Regions from separate parts of the Mus musculus genome. Here region 1 is linked to region 2. A link is a contact called in public HiChIP or PLAC-seq data. All regions are on one chromosome and are shown on one strand. The core of a region is the stretch at or near the end of the contact, and the rest is flanking DNA. Distances in the headings are between cores, read along the strand shown. Region 1 overlaps Gm44812. Region 2 holds the start of B130024G19Rik (RIKEN cDNA B130024G19 gene).

Region 1 (5,673 bases), core at 783-3,282, 210 kb after region 2:
CCCTGAATGTGGTATTTTGGGATTACTTCTTTGGTTGCGAAACCGCTACCTTTGTATTCAAAGGTGATGAGACATTTTTCTGGCTAGAAACAGAGTTGGCGCAGTGAGGTGTCAAGTTCAAAGGAGACCCTGAAAAGATCTAAGCCCGATTTGAGCCAAAGCCTTGGGAGGAAGGTGAGTGATGGGTGGCAAGGCTTGCTTACATTGTCGACTTACTGTTACAGTGGGGGGGAGGATTGTGGTCATCCCCTCGCTGAGCCATCCCACCCCTCCTTCTGTGGAAGGTATTAATGTAGGCCCTCCTTCCAACTGGCTCTTTGCCAGCTAGCTGGCACGGTTCAATGGCTTCCTCTGTGAGGCAGTGTCAGGGAAGTTGCAAGTGTCTCCAGGTTCAAAGGGCTTCGAGGTGGGTGTGCTGGATTTGGCGTTCAGAACGGAGCGCATCATGGGCTTCTTGTTTAACCTTTTGCTGTCTGTGGTTTTCCTTTTTCTGAAACGGTGATAGTGGAGTGCTGCTGCAGGCGTGTTGAGAAGATTACGGAGTTCATGTTTGGTGAAGGGCTTTGAGAGTCTCAGATGAAAGGTGTTCCACAAAAAAATCACACTCACACATTGTTTCTTCCCTGGTGCCTTTCTTCCAGGGAGCTCAGACTGCTTGAAAAAAAAAAAAAACTATTTCATTAATCCTCACAGCCTCCCTTTAGCGATTAGTATCCCCTGTTCTCATATCAGAAATTTGGAACATAGGAAGCCAGTGTCATGGCTAAAGTGACCTAGCAGGTCACTGGTAAAATCAACAGTGGGATTCAGGCCCCATCTATGTCTCCATTGACTCATTCATTGGTCAAATATTTGTCCACGGTTATAAGCCAGACACTGGACCTATTGAGCAGGAAGAATATTTTGGGAAACTAAAGTGCATTCTCAGTTACTAAAGGGGTGGAGTCTGCGTACTTGAGTTAGTAGATAAACAACAATATAACATAGACACTCTTTCACAAAGGACAGTGATAAGAGCCGGTATGAGTCCAATCTAGTAAAAAAAGAAAAAAAGAAACACAAACAAACAAACAAAACACCAAATAAGTAACTCAGCTTGACAAAGGATGTCATATGAATGAGCATCTTTTTGAAGGATGAGTTTACCAGCTCACCAGTAGAAAAATACATGCTGAAGAAACGCATCTCAAACAGGAGCATGAAGGATCAGGAGAAATCTGTGGGAAGAGATGGCCCTGGCCTGGTGAGAGCAAAGCAAGCTTGAGTAGAGAAGCGACCTAAGCCGTATGAACTTTATGAGGTAACTGAGCAGCCTCAGAGGTTGCTCCAGGAGAAGGAATGCAGTCACCTTTACAAGGAGGAGTGTTCTCTTATCGGAAGTTGGACTCTTTTACAGTTGCAACTGCCCTGGAGCCAAATGCATCCTGCAAACAGCCAAGTGGAAGATCTCACACAGAAGCCGTTTGTAAATGGTGAGCTGCATCTTTCCTGAATGGTGTGAGATATTTCCTATTGTATCCCACCAAGGACTTGTATCGTTTCTTTGCCTGGAGTATCTACCAGCCCACTAGTCACTTAGAGGCCATGTTGGTTATCAGATCAGCCATCAGGATATTACCCACTTGTGTTCAAGTAATCCTTATTTCATTTAATATACTACTCGAACACAGAGTAGTGGCCTTAGCCATTTTCATACGTCAAACAGAACCTCACAGTACTTCTTTCAAGTATCATTACTAGAAGGGTAAATTGAGTGAAATGTGTTGACAGACTTGTATACCTTCACTATAGTATCTCACCTGTTATTGTTCATCTCTTGTCAGGCCTGCTTCAGTAAATAGCATTTGCCACAGTACACATAGTGCACATGACCATCTAGGCATTATAGCATATTCCCTGTAAATACAATCTTCTGGTGGCTGATCATTACAAGTCTGCATATAGAAGGACCTGTCCAGAAGTCAGAAAAACAGCTCCCTGTTTTGAGACAAAGTCTCACTAAGTTTTACAAGTTGGCCTTGAGTTCACTCTGTAGCCCATTAGGTCTTGAACATGCAGTCCTCCTGCCTCTGCCTCTCATGGAGCTGGAATTATAGGCTTGTGCCAGCAGGTCCAGATCTCCTAAGTGGTTTTAAGACTCTGAGCCACAGTGTTGTTTTGAAATTCTACAGGGGAATGTCAAGAAAACAGCTGTAATAATGCTCTTTCATGGCTACGATGTTTCCTCATTTTAAGAAGCATAGAACTGTCTTGTTAAAATCAAATGATCTATAACACAGCTTTTCAGTGATGGTGCTGTGAGTGACTGCCACTCTTCCGCTTTGAAATCCATCAGGCAAAGTGGTTGGGCCTCCATCAATGACGCATTATAATAGAAAGTGAGCCTTTGTTAGGCTATTTATTCTGTATCTCTTCAAATTAGATACAAGAGAATGATCTTCAATGAAAATGAGTGTGGGTTGTTTTTTATATTTCCCACGATTAAACATTCTGTGATTAGACATATTTATTTTCATTTTTACTCATGCTTATAACCATGAAGTCGGTTTTAAGAATGGGCCCATTATCACTTGTATTTCTTTTTCTTTTTTCTTTTCTTTTTTTTCCCCCCTTGTCAAAACCTTTTAAATGTCTGTCAAGAAAAATTGGAAAAGTCCTTTTGCAGTGTTAGAGGCTCTAAAATGTTTTTCAGGTGTCAATGAGTGTAGAGCTCCAGGCTACTTGTGGAGTAAAAGAGGAAGGCATAGTTAGTGCTGGAACCATAGCTGTTCTGGACCTATCTTTACTTTTGCCATTCAGAGAAGGCAATGAGCTAGAAAAGGCACTGACTCAAAATTCAAAATAGTCTACAAAACTTAAATTCTGACATGTGACCATTCAAACAAGGCTGTATTTTAGTCAACCAGTCAGCCAGTAGATCAACCAACCAACCAACCAACCAATCAATCAATTTATTTATTTATAAGTATATATGTATAAGCCAGAGGACAACTTGTGTGAGTTAGTTCTCTCTCTCTCTCTCTACTATGTAAGTCTCAGAGATTAAACTCAGATTGTCAGGCTGGACAACAGGAGACTATAGCAGTTAACAGTCTCCCAGGACCCTTCTGTATCTTTTGGTTTGTGAGGAGAGCTGTTTGACCATTTATCTATTAGTTTATTTCAAGGGAATGTGTTCTGAGCAACACTTTCTATACCAAGCTTGTTCTTACATATGGTGAGGTGTATCAGCTAGGATAGGTCAGGTTATGCTGCAGGGTGAACCATCTCTAGGTTGCAGCATGTTTAATCTGAGAGGTTGTATTCTAACTCACACACAGCTCATGGCACATGGGAGAGACCTCGCCGAGTGCATTGTTGAGGGCACAGAGGTGAGGTTTCCCTTCCTAGTAGCGTACACAGCAGCAATTGCTCGCTGAAATAGAGAAAGAAAATTCAAGTGGTGGCGACTGAAAGCTTTCCCAGACTCTGAGTCTTCCTATCTATTAACATTACATGGACCAAAGCAGGTCACATATTCATGCCAAGTTTTAAGGAGATGGGGAATTACAATCCTTGTGCATGCCCACAAGATGGAAATCAGCAAAGATTGTAAAGTGTAGTGCTCATTGACAGTTAATATTTTTTCTTTGAAAAGAAAAAAAACACATTATTAGCACTTCTAAAACATGCCTCTTAATATTGAAAATCAAGTATTATCTGTGGTGTTGCTGGAAGACATACTGGTGTTGTTAATATGATATGCCCTGTGATATGAAAGTATTAGTTGGTTAGTGTTCCTTTGTCTAACTGTAAGTTTTCTAAAGCTAGGATTGGATACATGGAAGGGATGACACAATAGCTTCTAAAATGTCTGATGGCCTCCATCTTTATTTATTTATTGTGCATATGTGTGCATGTGTGTGGACATTAGAAGACAATTTGAAGGGGTCAGTTCTCTCCTGCCACCAGGTACAATCTGGGCTTAAAACTCAGATCACCAGTCTTGGTGGCCAGTGCCTTTACTTGCTAAGCCATCCTGGCCGCTCCAATGATTTTAACATCATGCACATTCATAAAAAGAGCTAGAAAATCTGAATTTAGTATTCTCCAAAGAGAGGAGGGGAAATCCTATTTTTAATCCCTTAGAAAAATCTCTAAAAATTTTCCATAGTTGGACTTCCAGTATAATTTCCAAATTGTATATTAAGAAAAAAACCCAAAATATCAAAATATCATTTTGGAAAGCTTTTTAAAATTTTTTGGCCAGAACCTGGTCAGGGTGGAGTGAAGTTCCTTATGATTGATGTTGTGGGCGATCTACATTGAGTTTCCATTTTACATATGAGTTCAGCTAACCAACTATCGGAAACCCTATCTTTCTGTGAAGAATATATTCTAACTCATTGGTTCTTGATAATCACCAATGACTTATTATTTCAGTGGTAGTTAGATGTATTAAACCTATGAAATGGTTGATGGGTTAAAAAAAAAACTTAAGACTTAGCCCACTTTTTTTCTTTAAATTCAACTCTACATATCTACTCACTCCTTTTAGTATATTTCAAACAATTCTTTTTCGTTTTTGGCAAGTGTGTCTGAGGGTGTTCAGCACATACACCTGTTAGATGCCTTACTTCGGTGTCTGCAGTAGTCCTTCTTGGGTCATTATTCCATTCATTATTCCAAGTCTTGCATATTCACATCAATTATATGGCATCAATGATATATACATTTTTTGATACAGAGGCAAAGTTATTCTCCAAGATATGTGATAGTCATTTGAGGTTATTAGATTTTTTCATATATGTGCATGTGTGTGTGTGTGTGTGTGTGTGTGTGTATGAATTTTAGGTGGTTCCCAGCTAAAATCATACTGTGTGGACTCTGTGGGAGGTCAGCGTGTTCTCTCTTGGCACATCTGGGCTCCAGAGAATTGTTCTTTGTTTCCTTTCTCTCTTGGAATCTGAAAACAAGCAAAGGATCACAAGAAAAACTAGTAGAAAACTGGAAGCTACTTTATTTTTTTTTTCTTTTTCTTTTGTGTGTATGAGTATTTTACCTCTCTGTCTGTCTGTATGTGCACCATGTATATGCCTGGTATCCACAAAAGCCAAAAGAGCGTGTTAGAAACCCTGGAACTGGAGTTATACAGGGCTGTAAGCTGCCACATGGCTGCTGGGGATGGCACTGCTTCCTCTGCAAGAACAGCAAGTGTACTTAACAGCTGGTCATCTCCTCCAGCTTTATAGAAGTCACCAGCCATCGTACGAAAGGTATAGTCCTTAGGTTTGTCTCAAAGCATAGGCTTTGTACCAAACACTTCTTATAGTTCTCCTGTCAGCAGTTCCTAAGCAACTCTAAGGGGCAAAACCAGAAGCCTTAAAATACAAGACAGTCAGCTTAAAATTCCTTAAAACTACAGGTAATCCAAAAGTGGCCACAGTAGTTGTCCTTGGAGCAGGAATAGAAGTGATGGAGACTGGATGATCTCAAGCAGTCAAAAGCAGCCACGCATCTTCTTGTGTCTGTAGCCTGCAAGAGCTGCCTTTGGTCACCTTAGTTTACTAACAGCTTTGACAAAGTCAGGTTTCAGAGTAGATGTCACAGTTAGGGGTCAGGGGGAGGAGAAAGAGGTGATGAAAACCAGAAAAGGCTAAACAGTCAGGATCTCAAAAACTATTTCGCTATGTT
Region 2 (6,011 bases), core at 1,426-3,925:
TGATGGACAGGCGGAGGCAGCCTCTCAGCCTTGCCTGTGCACACCCTCTGTACACACATGTAAACGCACATGTATCAGATGCACATTTGTCAATGTACCCAGACAAAGACGTCCAAGACGACGCTTCTAGGTCATAGAACAGTTGAATATGGACTTCATTGTTCAAATTCTCTTTAAATACTCATATAGTCATTAAAACACACCCAGCGAGCCTGCTCCAAATGGCAATAATACCAGCATAACTCATAAGAGCCACAAACACGCCATAGTCTACCTCAGCCACTGCAGGAAAAACAAACAAACCCTACTGTCCGTGTCATTCATCTCAAGACGCTCAAACCAATGATATTGATGTATCTTTGACTTTGTGCCTCAGTTTTAACCATAAAGCATATATAGTTCTATAACCAACCTCCAGGACACATTATATTCTACTGACTAAACTTGCTGTTTGATTTAGACCCGCTAGTTGATTGTGAGAATTCCATAATTGTATGAGAAATTTGTTTTTAATAGGGAATACTTTGAACCAAGACAAAACTAAATCCATAAGTCAAACAGGTTTACCAACAATTAAATTATTTTTTTAACATAAAATTTGCTGAGCTACAAGAGGGAAAAGAAGACACCACAAAGAGTAAAACAACAACTTTAGGAAGCATCCTTGGTAGTGCAGAAATTTGGCAGTGTAAATTTTACTTTAGTAAAATGAACTGAACATACAGTTGACATGAGAAAACCACGCTTTCGGGGCAGTTTCTTTTGCACATAGAGACAGAGTGTGAGACAAGGAGGGCAGAAAGATATGGGCAGGCAGACGCTGACTTTTTGGCAAAGAGAAAAAAAAATCCTATTTAAGCTTCACCCTGAAATCTTTCTCAGCCTTCCCTTTCTCCACAGAACTCACATATTGCACTACAGCGGCAGGTGCTGTGATTATTTGAATGTTTTAAGAAATAACAAGCTATAGCAGGTACTAGCCTATCATAAACCTGGTGTGTAATAAGGTGGTCATAGAGTAAAGCTAGGCTGAGCACTTCTGGCTGATTAGAGACACCATATAACTTTCTCCTACAGAGAATAAGAAAGATAGAAAATAAGTCATTTCAGAGAATTGTGGGTCTTTAAAAAAAACTTCTCTGATTTAAGGAATTATTTGATACTGCAAATGTCAGATTAGAGGCAAGCTCAGCATATAGTGAGACTGAGGCTGACACAGGAAATTTAATAGGTAGCCCCATCTCGACTTAATAGATGAGCATAATTGATTATGGAGAAATGTTAATCTTGCCTCTCCAGTGCAGCCATTTCCATGTCAAGATTACTTTTTACACATACACACACACACACACACACACACACACACACACACGAAGAGGTGATTTTTGAGGAGAAGCTTCGTGTGTGTGTTCCTCATTTTTCAAGCTAAAGAAATTATAGACTTCAAATATATATATATATGTATATATATATATATATATATATATATATGTATATATGAATTGTAGAATTACAGCCAGCTAGGCACATAACTACCACAGAGTTAGAGGTGCTTCACTTTGTATTTTAGGACTCATTTAGCTATAGAAATGCTGTTTAGAAAGGGAAGGGAAAAAAATCACCACATGAATTGTAATTAATTTTACTGAGAGAATGAAGAGACAGGACAGCCGAATTGGGGATGGGGAGGAGCAAAAATATTTTTAAATGCCCTTCTTAAAGATGCTCAGCTGTCTTAACTCTAAGATTTAAAAGTCCTAAAATTAAAAGATACAACTCTATATGTTATTATTTTTAAAAACTCAGCCAAGCCCTTTACTGCAAATGTAAATCTATTTTAATGAGAATGGTGGCAAGCTTTATTTGACTGGTCAAAGTTAGGGGAAAACATTTGTCTTAATATGAAAAAAATATATATCCTCAGCTCCCAGGAATATGGTTTCCTTGCAGAAAGTGGTTGGCTAGTCTGTAATTCTTTACAGATTAAATCACAATATGAATACAGACCCCAGCAATTCCGAGTTTAACTCTGAGCTCAGTAGAATCCAGGATCCATTGAATTTCTCCTTTCCCTCAATCTAGTCGTGTGTGTTTTTCTCTTCCACCACACTGGAGCTCCGTGAATAGAGAAGGGGCTTCCATTGTGTCCCTCTGAACTTCCAAGTCAATGCAATTTTTAACCACTGGCTTGTGGTACTTTGAAAATCACCAGGGGCTGTCAGAGTTGGGTCCTCTGAAAAATTTACAGTGCTAAATCAGAGCATATGCTGGGAGGGAAAAAATTGCTTAAGATTGAAGTAAGTGCAGTATCTGTCTGCCCCCTAGTGTAAGAGTCCTTGCTGCCTAAAATCCAACTTTAAAAGAAAAGGAGCCCTTAAAGGGAAACGACTTGGGGCTCACGTAGGCATAGGAGAATGAAACTTCTGTACATTTTAATCTGAATAATTCTTCAGGATTGAAAATTATTTGGTTGTGGCTTGGTTGGACTGTGCTGGGATCTCGCTGCCTCTACGTTTCCGGAGTCTCTAGTGAAGAGATGATTTTTTTTTTTTTTGAAACTGGGTTTATGTGCGTCCCCCTCACCCCTCCTCTCTTTTTTCTTTCTGCCTCTGTCGTCTCTCTCGCTGGCTTTTTTTTTTTTTTTTTAATGAGGAACCGTTCCATGAACATTTTGCACAGAGCACAGAATTGCTTCTAAAGTCAGCCCGGCGCAGTTGCAATAGACAGCAAAAAGGTAAACGTTTGCCTGAAATCCGCACGCCAGCTTCACCACCCCGCCCGATGGTGAGTACCCTTCTCCTTGAGATTCTCCTAGCTTAACAGAGCGCTCTCCTTCCGGAACCGCGGCCGAGGGCGCCAGGCAAGGCTTTGGTCCCTGCCTGCCTGCCTGCTTGCCTGCCTGCATGTCAGCTGCACAAGGTTGCAAAATGAAGCGCAGAGGCAAATCGAACAGGAAATTCTGATACCCAAAGCCAGCCTAGCAGCCCCTTCGCTAGCAAACCTAGACAATCTGCTGCTTGGAAAACCAGGCATATAGGATTGGTTTTCAGTCAGTTCTATGGAAGGAAATGAGTTTGAGAAGACAGGACGAGGAGATGGGAGGCAACCGCAGTCTTTATGCTTCGGTTTAATCATATTTTGGCAGCTTTGCAATTGTATCCCCCCCTTCCACCTCTGCTACCACATACATGTAATAAAATATGGCAACGCACTGAATTGACTGCCCCCACCCTCCCCCAGACCCCTTCAACCACAGTCCGAGGCATTGCATACACGTTAGCAAAGCGATTTTCTGAAAAGCCCCAAGTCATCCCCAACCCCACACAGCACAAGGAGAAAAGTGAGAAAGAAGAGAAAGAGAAAAAAATACAGTAAGCAAACATACCAAAACCATATTTGCCTTGTTCAAGGTCCCAAACCGCTTGCATCTTCCTTCTAAACTGGAATAACTCTCCTTTAGTTTGGCGGGTGAAATAAATGCTTTGTTGGCCCCCTGAAAAGATGTGTCTTTGATAATTAAAGAGACTCTCCTCCTCGGTGTTTATCTAAGCGATTGTGCAAACTGATAAAAAAGTAGGCATTAGTCTGCAGGGAAAAAGAAAGGTGAAAGAAGAGATCTTCCACCTCAAGGAACTGCTTCCCTGTGTACCAGGCGCTCTCAGCCGTTGGAAAAGCCTGCACACTAACTTTAGAGAGAGAGAGACAGCTTCAGGGAGCTTTGTACATAGCTGCTGAGGAATGCAAGCCTCGCCTTTAAGAAAAAAAAACCCCAAACCGTAGGTAGGAGCTGTCTGGAGTGATCCTTGTCTCTCATCTGATGCCTTAGAAGGAAGAGTGCGTTGTTACACCTTGTTTGGGGCTGGAAAGAGGAGACTTTAAAAACACCCTTCCAATTGAAAAAAAAAAAAAAATCTCCCAACTTAATGAGTTTAGTCGGAGGCTGGAGCAACCCGGCTCAGTCTTAGCAGAAAACCGAAAACAACTATAGGCAATATTGCAAAGCAGGACAACCCCGAGGCACAGCCAAATTCCACCATTTGGGGTTGAGAGGGATGGAAGCTAATCCTAAAGCAAGTTGGGGGGGAAAAACCAGAGGGGGGGGGGAGCTGCAGCCTAAGACTGGCAGACACGGTCCTCTCACCCTGGATCAAAGATAGAACTTGAAACAGGAGGCCAACATTTTTTCCTAGGAATCAATTGGAATCCTCATTTTCTACTTTTAACTCAAGTCCCCCCTCCCCAATGATTTTTCTTCCTCTCCCCTGTGGATTAGTGCCTCCCTCCCCTTTCTACTGTCCATTCTAGAACTTTCCTGAAGAGGAAATCTATTTCTTTTGGGAGGAGGGGTTCCCCTATTTCATGCCTTTAAATAATGAATACTTAATTCACCCCTCCCCTTATCAATTCCCCCAAACGAGTAAAAGAAGCAGAGATACAATAACTGGCAAAACTTGAGAGCAGACTGAGCTGTCTCTTGCAGTTTAGTACAGTTTGAACTAATGGATTTTTGTTGTTGTTGTTGTTTTGTTTTGTTTTAAGAGGAGAAGAATGGGGAAACATGAATCTTTTATTTTAGGAAACTGTTATGGTAAGATGTATGTCAGACTTGACAAATGGAACGAACGCTCTTCACTGCTTCTTGTCCCTGTCTTAAACAGGAATTAAGTTAAACACAGTGCTGAATGTTAATTACATGTTTACTGGCTAATGAAAATTACAAATGGTTTTGCCACCTCAAACAATGATGAAACTCTGAAGACACTGTAATTATATACTTTGAGGGAAATAACTCAGAATATTGATCATAAGAAGTGTAAATCTTTTTTAAACTATTCATTAATACCATAAATATGGGCTACAGAAGTTTTTCCTTGCGGTTTGTCTCATCAGTTACAAAGAGTGGATAGCTGGTGGGACTCCTCCGAAGAGGAGGTGCACTCTGTCTCTTAGAAGGAGGCCACGTGTGTAATTCAGTAATGCCCCCTCCCTTCTGCCCCGCCCCCTTCATCCTAGTTGAAGGTCGAGGGATCTCCAACAGGGAGGCCGGGCTCTGGGCAGGTGAAGGTGATCTAAATCCGGGCCTCTCTCCTCCCCTTCTCTGGCCCTCTCCTCTCCTCTCCCGCCTCCTTTTCTTTTCATGCCAGGTCTGATCGATGACCACCTTCCCCAGCCTGGGCGCCTGGGATAACCTAATGAAAGACCAATTAGACCTGGCAACTCATCGCCACCCAGCTCCCTCCTTCAGAGGTGACTAGGGCATTCATTGCCAGAGAAGGTGGGGGGTAGCGATAGGGATGGAGGTGGCTGTTGTACCAGAAAGGTGGCTCAGACGCTGAACTAGAACTGGGCTTTGGAGTAATTATTTTGTGGTCATTTTCTTCCAACTTTGGTCAAATTTAGAACACTGGTAGCCATTCCAATCTTGAGGGTCAAAGGTGAGAGATGCACTAACCCTAAAAGGCAGGCCCGCCTGACCGAAAGGCCAAATCGGGCAGGGGCATGGGGTTAGGGTGAGGGGTGGCAAAATTCCATGGCTCCTCCAGGGTGGGGCCGGGGTGGGGGCTGAGAGCTGGTATGCAGGAGTCCATCACCAAGTGCAGGTTTAAAGTGAAATATTGAAGATTTAAAAACAAGTGTTCAAGGGTTGTGAGACTGGAGTCCTCCTTCTCCCTGTGAATTCCCAAGGCTCTGGTCTTTGTCTTAGAAGGAATGGAGTTTCTGAATGGTGTGAAAAGGACAGAGAGGGTCGCTTCCAATCGATTTTACTTGTCCTTTCTGCCTTTTCGGATCAACGCCCTTCAATGGACACAGAGGTGCTCTTTCAACCAAAAACTTGTGCTACATTTTCTGCCTGTATTGGTGCTAAATACAATAAGCGTCGGGCAGATTTTCTTCTCTTTGCTCTCCAAAGCCAAAAAAAAAAAAAAATCATCCAACCAAACCCCCCACCCTAATTAAATTGTTTTATGTGGACAGTCAAGACAGAGCAATTAAGTATGCATTAGTATAAA

What was found. HiChIP or PLAC-seq counts read pairs in DNA pulled down with a chosen protein or histone mark.
Region 1: an H3K4me3 HiChIP or PLAC-seq map of the SCID.adh cell line shows a contact between it and region 2, with 21 read pairs. The contact joins the enhancer-like site here to the promoter of B130024G19Rik in region 2. A contact is called at or near these places in 3 of 39 promoter capture datasets (embryonic stem cells and liver), 1 of 15 datasets of contacts at CTCF or cohesin (the NIH/3T3 cell line), 26 of 484 Hi-C or Micro-C datasets (the AML12 cell line, adipose-derived mesenchymal stem cells, cranial neural crest and 12 more), 11 of 115 datasets of contacts at active chromatin or transcription factors (the NIH/3T3 cell line, the SCID.adh cell line, craniofacial prominence and 8 more) and 2 of 9 other capture datasets (adipose tissue and embryonic stem cells).

Annotation. Positions count from the first base shown.
Region 1 is chr7:70,576,414-70,582,086 of GRCm38.p6, forward strand. It overlaps Gm44812, which reads left to right. Exons shown (of 7, transcript XM_030243182.1): 5 at 1,397-1,472. Among named protein-coding and RNA genes, the nearest start is that of Gm35894, 8.2 kb to the right of the region's middle. Within about 2 kb of position 2,033, at least 1 of the 459 cell types and tissues checked has an H3K27ac peak or open chromatin away from gene starts, as enhancers often do. A contact at or near this core is called in the SCID.adh cell line, where this site is marked.
Region 2 is chr7:70,362,708-70,368,718 of GRCm38.p6, forward strand. B130024G19Rik (RIKEN cDNA B130024G19 gene) reads left to right here and starts at 2,676. Exons shown (of 11, transcript NR_045850.1): 1 at 2,676-2,784. It also overlaps a transcript of Nr2f2 not described here.